Linked DNA regions of Sus scrofa: region 1 is linked to region 2. Evidence: chromatin contacts called from public HiChIP or PLAC-seq data. All regions are on one chromosome and are shown on one strand. The core of a region is the stretch at or near the end of the contact, and the rest is flanking DNA. Distances in the headings are between cores, read along the strand shown.

Region 1 (5,353 bases), core at 2,274-4,773, 290 kb before region 2:
TTTTAAAAATTAGAGATTATTATTCCAGATATATATATATATGTTTTAAATTTTATCGTACTTTTCACAAGCCTGATAGGGTCATTCTCTCAAATTCTCTGAAAACCTTACAAATGCATCATTAATACTTTAATAACAAAACTGGTCAAGAGTTAATTTACGTTTAAACAAGTTACAAAGCGCTAATTCCGAGATTTTAAACTTTCTTTTTTATCTATTCTTACCATTCTTTAAAAAAATATGAAAAATGGGAGTTCCCATCATGGTGCAGTGGAAACAAGTCTGACTAGGAACCGTGAGGTTGTGGTTCGATCCCTGGCCTCGCTCAGTGGGTTAAGGATCCAGCATTGGAATGAGCTATGGTGTAGGCCCCAGATGTGGCTTGGATCTGGCATTTCTGTGGCTCTGGTGTAGGCCGGCAGCAACAGCTCCAATTAGACCCCTTTCCTGGAAACCTCCATATGCCGCGGGTGTGGCCTTATAAAGACAAAAGACCAAAAAAAAAAAAAAAAAAAAAGATGTTAACACAAATAGAAGTGTTAATAAATCCCACTATCCCTATCACCTAGTTATAAGACTTGTGAACAGTAATCCATTCTAATATTCTGGTATTATATTTCCAAGTTTTTTTTTTTACCTACAATCCTGTAAGAACATTATTTTATTTATCTACTTTTTTTGGCCACACCTGTGGCACATGGAAGTTCCCAGGCTGGGAATTGAACCCCTGTTGCAGTTGCGACCTGTGCCATAGCTATGGGCAACATAGGATCCTTTACCTGCTGTACCACAAAGGAGCTTCCTAAAAACATTATTTTAAAACAAACATTTTAAAGACAATATTTTAAAAACATGTTCTAATTATAAAATATTTTTAATTTAAACATAATTGACATCTTAGAACATATAGATTTTTGTCTTGCCCTTCCATTATATGTTACATTATGAACATTTTCTTGTATCTTTAAATATTCTTTAATAACATCATTTAACAACTACACAGTGTAATCTATCATATGAATGAAAATCATATGTTTCTATATGTCTACTATTTAAATTAATGCTATCATGAATAATCTTTCTATGATTACTAATAACAGCAATTATTAACATTTTATACTAGGCAGGATGTTATGCACGTTCTCTATATCACCTCGATTAATTCTCAGAGTAACACCCAGAGCTATGTGCTATTTTCATGCCTATTTTACAGATGCAAAGCCCGAACCTTAGAGAAGTTCAGAAACAAACCCAGGGTCATATAGCTTATAAGTTTATTTCTAGATTCAAAGCCAAGTACTCTCACTCCAAAATCCACACTTAAAAATCACCATTTATTTCCTAATGACATTACCCTAGAAGTGGAATAACTAAGTCAAAGGGACTGAGAATATAAAGATCTTTGATGCACGTTGCCAAACGCTCTTTAGAAAAGCAACATCAATTTAAATTCTTACTAGGAAAGTATAAAATACCCATTTAAGAACCATTTTCCTTAATAAGATAACAGTAATGTCAAAACAGGTGAAATAAAGTAGGAGTCTCATCGGTATACAGCACTACTAAAAGAAAAAGAAATCCCAAAATATTAGTTAATGATGTTAACATTTAATTTCAGAACGATTTTAATTTCCCCTAAAATTGTCTTTAGATTACAAATTCCCTCTGTAATAATGGAAAGGAAGTAATTTACATTTTACTTTGTTAAAATGAAGCTTGACAAATAGCTGATTGCTGCTATAAATGACATAATACTAGCATGGGGTATGACCACGGCACTGCTCACTTGACAAATTCTTATTCCACTGCTTTCAGAATCATGCTCCCCAACAAGCAAAAATGTTAATTATAGTGTTTTATCCCATCAAAGGACAAACTCTGTGAGACTAGAGATTAACAAAAATGGGATAGCTAATATTAAGTAAACAAAATAAACTACAGGATCAAAAATCAGAAGGATGAAAGACAGACGTTCCAGGCTTGTGAGGATGAGTTAATCACAATAAATATAGATGCCACAGAGACTCTCAAAGGGCAACACAAAATAACAGCACTCCAGGCCCTGATCAAAGAGTATAAATAAACCCCAACAGTTTATAGTCCAGTTTATGCTAAAGACTGAGACTAGTGAAATAGCCTGGCATAAGGATGGCAAACATGCAGAGGTGTCTCTGCTACTTGCCATTCCTGTGGCAGAAAAAAACTGCAAATCATTCACTGTGCTCTTTCCTGTTGACCCTGGTCTCGGAATCCTTGTTAACACAGCATAAGCATAAGCTCACAACAACAAAGGACAGAAGCTGAGAAGAATTATTGGAGATTTTTTTTTTTTCCCATTCTTATTCGAAACCTTTTATTCTTCTAGGAGGTGTCATTCTAAATTTAGGTCAATCTTGGAGTTCCTATTGTGGCTCTGTGGGTTAAGGATCTGGTGTTGGCTATGGTTGTGGCACAGGCCTCAGCTGCAGCTCTGATTCGACCCCTAGCCCAGGAACTCCCATGACGGTAAAAAGAAAAAAAATTTTCTTTAGGTAGTATTCCTAAACCGTCCTATTTCCTTCGGGGAAACTTTAGCTGAGCTGGTTATTATTATTACATTCTTGTTTTTTCTTCTTGAAGTATTTTATAAGAAACTACCATATGAAACCCACGGCTATAAATACTAGTAGAATAGTGTTAAGGGCATTGTTTCTTATATTAGTATCCCTATATATGAAATTTCAATGTGAGACTTTCTTTGGAATTCAGTACAGTTGCAATGCTTCAGCTTTCTTTGAGAAAATGATGCCCTTCATTTATCTGATGAGAATTACATTATTCCCCCGACCCCTTGCAACCGATTGACAGGAAGCTCATAGGCAAAATCTGCTCATCAGCTATATCAATTATGATGGGCTTTAAGACTAGCATATTTATACAGGACTTGTATTCACCAGATTTTTATTTTCTACTCCGATGGCTGTTTTTTCCTAGTCTTAATTCTCTTGTTTTTCTTTATGTTCTAAAATGTACATTTGGCAAATAATTTCTCTAATAATTTCAAGGACAAAACAGAGCATAAAAAAATTAGTTAAGATGTAGTCGTCACTGTGTTTAAGCACAGAATTCAGCTCTACGGTGCCAGAGAACCAAGAAAGGCATTTTTTTTAGCATAGGTTGCTGTAACTGGGAACCACTGGTTGTTCCCTGACTTAGCCACACTCAAAATCACCTGGAGAGCTGCTTTTTAACTGCTTTTTGTTGTTGTTGCTTAGAGCTTTTAACATAGGTAATTGATCTAAAAAATTAATAAGGTAGAAAGTGCAAAGTGAAAATTTCCCATTTTGAAACAATCTATTTCCCCAAAGAAGCATGGAAATAATTTCTTGGATATCTTATGGTAAACTAATTTAAATACATAAAACAGTAAATACTCAAACTCATCTTTTCCTTGTTATTTTATTTCTAACTACCTTACTACATTTTGCTATGCTCATGACACCTATTTTATCTGTACGGTGGAAATACGAAGTAGGCTGTGTATGTCTCTTCTCAGCTCCACAATTGGTGACATCACACTGGTAGCTTAAAATAGGCTATTATTGTAGGGAGTAGTTACATCATGGAAATTAACAAATGATATGAATCAGTCCCTTTGCCCCAGCTGTTAAGCATTACCAGCAAACCACTGCCTATATGTGTTTTAGCCAAGGGAAACTATAGTATATTTTTATCAGGAAGACAACGAAATATTATATGGAGAAAGAATTCATAGAATTTAGTAAAATCAAAAAGGCAGGCTATTAGGACAACCAGGTTAATAAAGGCTTCATGCAAGATGATAAAGAGAAAGAGGGCAAAAGGTTTTTGCCCTTTATTGTAGTTCAAATCTATTTTAAGATTAAGTCTCTAATATAAACACAGACTCTGGTGAATTTTTAAAATAAAATTAGAATCTTACATATTAAGGGAATCCTAGAAGTAGTCTATTAAAGTAGTTCTCTGATTTTTTTCAGAGCAGTATTATTCCCCCAGGAGAAATCTTTTTTAGGATCATCAGTAAACAAGAGACAAATGCAATTAAATTGTCATTAGAAAACTTAGTTTCAGTGATTACAGAATCCTCTGAGTAATCCTAAACCCATAAGAACTATTTGGAAAGCATCCTCTATAAATGGTTTAGAAGCTCCCAAATCTGTCTATATATACGAATCAATTAAGAATGAGAATCTTTGGAAGTGGGGCCAAAGAGTTTAAATTTCTGAATTCTGCATCTTCCAAACACTAAAGTGACAACATTAGGCTACTTTAGTTTTGGATTAAAACTCATTATGATTAAGCAATGTGCTGTCCCTATGCTAAGCTCTAACTGTATTTTTAAAAGTAATGTGAAAATGGCTATATTTTTTCTTGACTTGTGTTAAACTGTATCCTTACTTAAACACTAAAATAAATGTAAGAGACCATAAGGGAAAAGAGAGTTCTAAAGAGTAAAGTAGCAAAAATGAATATATCTTTTGAAAATAATAAATGTGCGCCTGTTTAAATTCAAATGATTACAACTGCTACAAGGTCCAGCGATGATTCCATGTATCTGTGTATATTCTTTCTAAATGAGTCATTATGCCACTGTTTCAGCAGCCATCACATAGCAAAGTTCATGCCTGATGACTGCAAAATAATATGTAATGTTTGTCTTACAGAAATTTCCAGAAAAGAATAGAAGTTGTTAAGTGTCTCTGTTAGTCGAGAATTCCCATTTAATAAAACAAGTTAAGTGGCCTTAAAGAAAAATATGAAAATTACAATCAGGAAGAAAAAGTCAAACCCATGAGAAGAGCCCAAGCCTTGAATTCTCTAGCCAGTGATACAAGTTTAAAACTGCCAAGGAGAAAAAAATGCAGTAAAAAAATTCCTTTGAAATATTTTATACATGTTTTAATTATAGTCATCAAGAGCTATGAAGCTTGGAATTTTCATGTTGTCAGAGCTCAACTTCTAATTTTACTTCAGAGCTTTAATTTCTACTCTAAAAGGAAAGCTGAAGATAAAACTAGGGGAGAGAGATCAATCCACAGTAAAGCAGACTAGTATTTCATCATCCTCTTACTTTCTTCCCTAGCCACCATCTCACTCCACCACCACCAGGGCCTACTATGTGGTGGACCCACACCCCCCACCAAAATACTTAAACATAATGCTGAACTCAATACAAAACACACTGTAGAACCACAAACTCCTGAAGTCCTCAAGGAGCTAGGCATCCTGTGAACAGAGTTCTATAGAATGTCATACATAACCAAAAGGACAGGATGGTCCCCATAAGCTGTAGCATTCCCCAGTTTACCAGGTGTAATTTTTCCATTCTGTCATA
Region 2 (5,824 bases), core at 1,211-3,710:
GTGTTGTCACCACTGCGGGATAGGTTGCAACTGTGGCTTAGATCTGATCCCTAGCCTGAAATCCATATGCCATGGGGCAGCCAAAAAAAATTGGGGTGGGGTGAGGAGAAAGTAAAGCTTGAATGGGAGTCATTTGAATAGAGATGGAAGTAAAAGATAGGAAGAGTAAGCAGACTTTTGGCAGAAAGGACAAACAGTGTGATTAATGATGAGGTAGATCTAGGGGACAGCAGAATATCAGTCTAGCTAAAGAAGAGAGTTTGATTTTGAATAGTAGACATTGTACCAGAGAAAGAAATATTATTGGGTCAGATAAAAGAGGAACAGGATTGGTACATACATTTACTAAGTGGCTTTTATCTTGTAGGCCCTGTGAGTCATTGGAACTCTGAAGCACGAGAATATCAAAAACAAAATTTTCTGCATTAACAGTGACATCTGGTTATTGTAATATAGCAGAAGCAGATGATTGATTGGATCTTCACTAGTGTCTTGAAGAATCAGTCTAGCTATAAATTTTGTGTTGTTTTTTGTTTGTTTGTTTGTTTTTTGTCTTTTTGCCTTTTCTAGGGCCACTCCCACAGCATATGGAGATTGCCAGGCTAGGGGTCTAATTGGAGCGATAGCCGCCGGCCTACGCCAGAGCCACAGCAACATGAGATCAGAGCCCGAGCCACGTCTGCAATCTACACCACAGCTCATGGCAATGCCAGATCCTTAACCCACTGAGCAAGGCCAGGGATCGAACCCGAAACCTCATGGTTCCTAGTCAGATTCATTAACCACTGAGCCATGATGGGAACTCCCTAGCTATAAATTTTGAAGCCAGTTCATACAGTTATAGTTTCAAATCCTAGCATTGCCATTTCTTAGCTACGTGACATTGCAGTGGTCTAAAACATTTTAAATAAATGGTTTCCTCTCTTTAAGATAAATATAATATATACCTCAGAATTGTTAGAAATATTAAGTGAATGATACATTTAAGTGCTTAGTACTATATGAAAGCTGCTCAGTAGAGTTGCTGTTTGGACATACTCTAATTTTCCTGTTTGTAGATGGTGTCTCAAACTTTTCTGGTAAATACTTGAAACTTTCTCTTCCTACCATATGCAATCATTGGACATTTCTCTGCCATCCTCTGTACCTCTTTTTTTTTGTTGTTTGCCTGTTTGTTTGTTTTGTTTTTGCTTTTTAGGGCTGCACCCATGACATATAGAGGTTCCCAGGATAGGGATCTAATCAGAGCTACAGCTGCTGGCCTACAGCAGAGCCACAGCAACGCCAGATCCGAGCTGTGTCTGCGACCTACACCACAGCTCACGGCAATGCCAGATCCTTAACCCACTGAGTGAGGCCAGGGATCGAACCCACAACCTCTTGGTTCGTAGTCAGACTTGTTTCCGCTGCACCTCAACAGGAATTCCATATGCGCCTTTTTTTTAACAATCCATCTTGTTTTCTCTGAAACACTCAACATTCTTTTCTGCAGTGGTGCTAGAGAAACTTTTTCAGTATCAGTATAATTCATAGTCAATGTGTCTTTATGGTGGCGTTTGTAGAATATGTCTTTTTGAGTAGTATTTCTTCTTCCCTCTTCTATTTTTTAAGAAGTATATTTAGATAAGATTACATTTGTTTTCTTAAACTATTACTTTAAGAAAATGGTATTAGAAAAGATGCAGAACCCTACTGTGGTATTACTCTTCACAGCATATCCATTTTTCCACAGGGAAAGTCATAAGCTCTGCTTGCTGTTGATAGTTATTTCATCTCAAAAAGTATAAGTGATATTCAGCAAGTTATAGAATTGTTTTTCTTTCTTTGGCTCTGGAGAGGACATGATAATGTAGTACTGAAGTTTGGAAGTCTTCTAAGCATTGAAAAAAAAGAGTTGGACTACATGACTTTTGAAGTTTCTAACATTTAGAGCCGTAATTCTGTGAACTTGCTCAAGGTGGAAGAGCAACCATTTCTGACCAACATTAACCTAATCAAGTCAATCCCTGTCTAATGATTTTTAGTCTCAGAGATAAGAGACATTCAACTGAAATCCATCTCAAAAGAGAAGTATTGAGCCAGACAGTGCCAGAGGCAAATTGAAATTATGCAAAATTAGAATAACAGGATTGTTTGGGTTAGTAGTACTCACTGAAACCTTTATATTCTGTATTTTTCTGTATCTATTCCTGAATTATATTTTGACAGAATTTGAGCACATTCTCAATTAGTCCCTGAGTTTTATATGCATTTTCCTTTTCCATTTCACTTTGCCTTCACATTAGCATTTGACTGAAATTTAGAGGTGCTTTATTGCCATAATGTCAGTAAAAATGAGAACTGTGAAATTATAGGATATACACTGTGCCAAGAGTATAAAAAACACAAGATCATAGCCATAGCTGTGAACTGATTGCTGGTGGATTATTGGCTTGGTAGGATCAGCATCTGTGGGCAGGCATTGGCCTGGGGGTGGTCTAGGAGAGGAGGCCAAAGCAGGAAGCTGCTATTGTGTAGTGCTTGGCTTTATTCCATTTCTAGTCAGAAGTGACAGCTTGCAGTAGTGGAGCCAAGTTGAAGCCTAGAAAGTAGGATGGACCATAAGAAAAAGGGAACCAGAAGCTAAAACAGAATCATTATACTTCCTTATTTAAGTAGGCTTTTTAAAATTTTCAGATTGGTACATCATGTTTTAATATTCAGTAATTTTGCTCTGCATTCTGTTTACATACTCCTTTTTTCTCTCGTTTGATTTTATATTACCACAGTTTCAAAAATAGTTATGAATTGTGCTTATTAAGATACCACACATCAGGTATGCTCTATGTATTATGTGCTGCTATTAAAAAGGGAGTATTTCATTTGTAAAAACTGGTTGCAAAACTTGATGTGATGAAAATGTATTCATGAAGTCCAGGAACATGTTATTTTGCCTGAAATTTGGCCCAAGTGTGAGCTGTTCTGCAATATTCAGATTAAAAACATTTATAAGTCACGGTCTGCAGTAGTTCTCTCCTGGTCCCAAATCTGCTATGATCATATGCTGAAAAATCTGCCAGTCTCTTTTTAATTTTTTGTGGCTGCTGTTATGAATTTAAAGTATGTGAAATTATGCTTGTAGAATCAGATTCCAAGGATTCTAAGCCACCACTTAGCTACTTACCATTGAGAAAGATTTTTCTGGTTTCTTTCTGCCAATCAAAATAAGTTGGTACTATTTATTTATTCCTTTTGTCCAACTGCGAATTCTTACTAAAGCACAGACATGTTATCTAAAATCTCTAAATTGAAATTTTCTTTGTGTGTTAACATTTTGTACTTATAAGGTTCATCATTTTCCAGAATGTTTCCATTTGTATTATTTTAGTTCTTATGTTTACCTTCTGAGGAAAATAGATTACATTATCTTTATTTTGTGTAATGCTCTAAGGGTATATATATATTTTTATTCTACACAAGTCTTTGAGAGGCTACAATGAATAGGTAGCAGAAATGGAAACTCACTTAAACTAGATTTAATTTTTTAAAAAGAGGTGGGGATATAAAGATACAGCAGGGATATAAAGATACATTTGTTCCAGAAAAGTACAGCTGAACCTTATTTAAAATGGAATTAGGAACTAGAAAGTCAGTAACTCAAGTCACTTATTCCTTCTTCCACCCTTCCTCAGTCACTTTTCTGCAGGCAGGTTTCTTCTGCTTACTCATAGTTTTGCTTCTCATAATACTAGTTTCCATGTGACTTTTGTATGTCAGTGTCAATTTGCCCACCCACTCCCTCTCCTTTAGAGGACCTTTTAAATCTAATATTTGTGTTTCTTGGTAAAATTAGAGGTAGGAGTGTAGGAGAATGAAAAGCTGAAAGAAAAAGAAGGAAAAAATGTGAGGAAGGGAGAGAATATGTAATGGCAATTTTTATGGGCAAAGAAAGTGAGATTTAGGTAAGTTGTAATGTTGCACCTAAGTTCACCCAGATAGTAGGTAGCCTAAATAGAACTTGAGCCAAAAACCTGATTAATAATCATCTAGATTCCAAAATGTTACTTATGTTATACTACCCTGCTTTTGTGAGCCATCAAATGGGAAGTATCTCTTAATTTGCACTTTATTCTTTTCTTCGGCACATTGTTCTTTTTCTAGAGTTGACATTTTTCCTAATGTAATATTAAATTTTTCACTAGTTTTATTGCATGCACAATCTCCCCAGACTTTTCAAGTTATTAGCATCAGAGCTGAACCCCAAATTTGTGCATGATTTTCAGACTCATTTTTTCCCTAGGCAAAGAATCCAAACAGCTCTCCCATTTTCTTAGCTGCCTTGTTTTCTAGTTTTTTGCTCAAATATTTGTTCAGAGTTAAAATTGAAAAACAGTATTTTAAAACAAAGTCCTTTTTAGGCATTTGTTAAAATAATTGTCTCTAAAATCCAGCTCTTCTGGGCTTTAAGACTAAAGGCAAAACAGCACTAGACTTTAGTCAATAAATAATGATTGGAAACTGTTTTATTGAAATGTTTGGGGGTCTGCTCTGTTGTGTTCAGGTATACAAATACACAGCCTGCATAGATCTTTAAACTCTAGTGATGGAAACATATGGAAAAATGTAAATGTAAATTTAGGCAAAATATAGAAAGCAGCAGACACCAGGAAGATACAAGGAATCTACCCTGGCTGTGAGAGAAGTAGAAGGTGATCCTGTTCTTAAAATCGGTGACCCCGTAAGTTGTCTCAGGATAATATAGATTAGCAAAGCCACTACATGCATGATATGTAGTGAGTAAGCAGAATGTGTGTTGGATGGTCCACCTGGCATAAATTCTAACAGTACCTTTCCTGTGCAGGTGGATGGTGACCAGAAGGAGCCTTTTTAACCATTTTTTAGTTGGGTCAATGACCTGATTGACTTCAACTTCATTATCCTTTTGGAGTAGAGGAATAATGGTTTGGTTTTGTTTTTTTTTAATAGGGCTGCACCCCTGGCATATGGATGTTCCCAGGCTAGGAGTCAAATTGGAGCTACAGCTGCCACCCTACACCACAGCCACAGCAACTGCAACTTAGAATCTGAGCCTCGTCTGCGACCTACACCACAGCTCACGGCAATGCCGAATTCTTAACCCACTGAGCAAGGCCAGGGGTCGAACCCGCATCCTCATGGATGCTAGTCGTGTTCACTTCTGCTGCCCCACAGCTGAAACTCCCTGGGCATTTTTTAAAAAGATGGAGACCATAAAATTTATCATTTTAACCATTTTAGCATACAGTTCAGTTACATTAAGTACATTCACAGTGTTGTACTATTGTCACCACTATCCATTTTCCAGAACTTTTTTCCCCTCTGTTTTGGCCTCCCTGCAGCACGTGGCGTTCCCAGGCTAGAGATCAGATTCCAGCTACAGTTGTAACCTATGCCACAGTTGCAGCAACTCTGGATCCTTTAATTTACTGTGCCAAGCTGGGGATCAAACCTGTGTCCTGGCACTGCAGAGGTGCCACTGATCCCATTGTGCCACAGTTGGAACTCCCACTTTCAGAATTTTTTTCATTATCCCAAACAGAAACGCTGCATTCATTAAATAATAACTCCCATTTCCCAGTACCCTACTCTTTCAAGCCTCTGATATCCTCTCTTCTACTTTCTTGGTCTATACTTTCTTTGCCTATTCTAGATGCCTCATACAAATGGAATCATAAAAATATTGTGGTGTGTGTGTGTGTGTGTGTGTGTGTGTGTGTGTGTGAGAGAGAGAGAGACTGGCTTAAACCACTTAATATTACGCCTTAAAGATTCACCCATGTAGCATGTGTCTGTCTTTCTTTTTTAT

Evidence for each region. HiChIP or PLAC-seq counts read pairs in DNA pulled down with a chosen protein or histone mark.
Region 1: an H3K27ac HiChIP or PLAC-seq map of alveolar macrophages shows a contact between it and region 2. The contact joins two enhancer-like sites. A contact is called at or near these places in 2 of 2 datasets of contacts at active chromatin or transcription factors (alveolar macrophages and skeletal muscle).

Annotation. Positions count from the first base shown.
Region 1 is chr14:67,002,876-67,008,228 of Sscrofa11.1, reverse strand. All of the region lies in intron 1 of REEP3 (receptor expression-enhancing protein 3), which reads right to left. Among named protein-coding and RNA genes, the nearest start is that of JMJD1C, 39 kb to the right of the region's middle. Within about 2 kb of position 3,523, at least 13 of the 83 cell types and tissues checked have an H3K27ac peak or open chromatin away from gene starts, as enhancers often do. A contact at or near this core is called in alveolar macrophages, where this site is marked.
Region 2 is chr14:66,712,622-66,718,445 of Sscrofa11.1, reverse strand. The region is part of intron 3 of JMJD1C (probable JmjC domain-containing histone demethylation protein 2C); the gene reads left to right. Among named protein-coding and RNA genes, the nearest start is that of MIR1296, 100 kb to the left of the region's middle. Within about 2 kb of position 2,460, at least 11 of the 83 cell types and tissues checked have an H3K27ac peak or open chromatin away from gene starts, as enhancers often do. A contact at or near this core is called in alveolar macrophages, where this site is marked.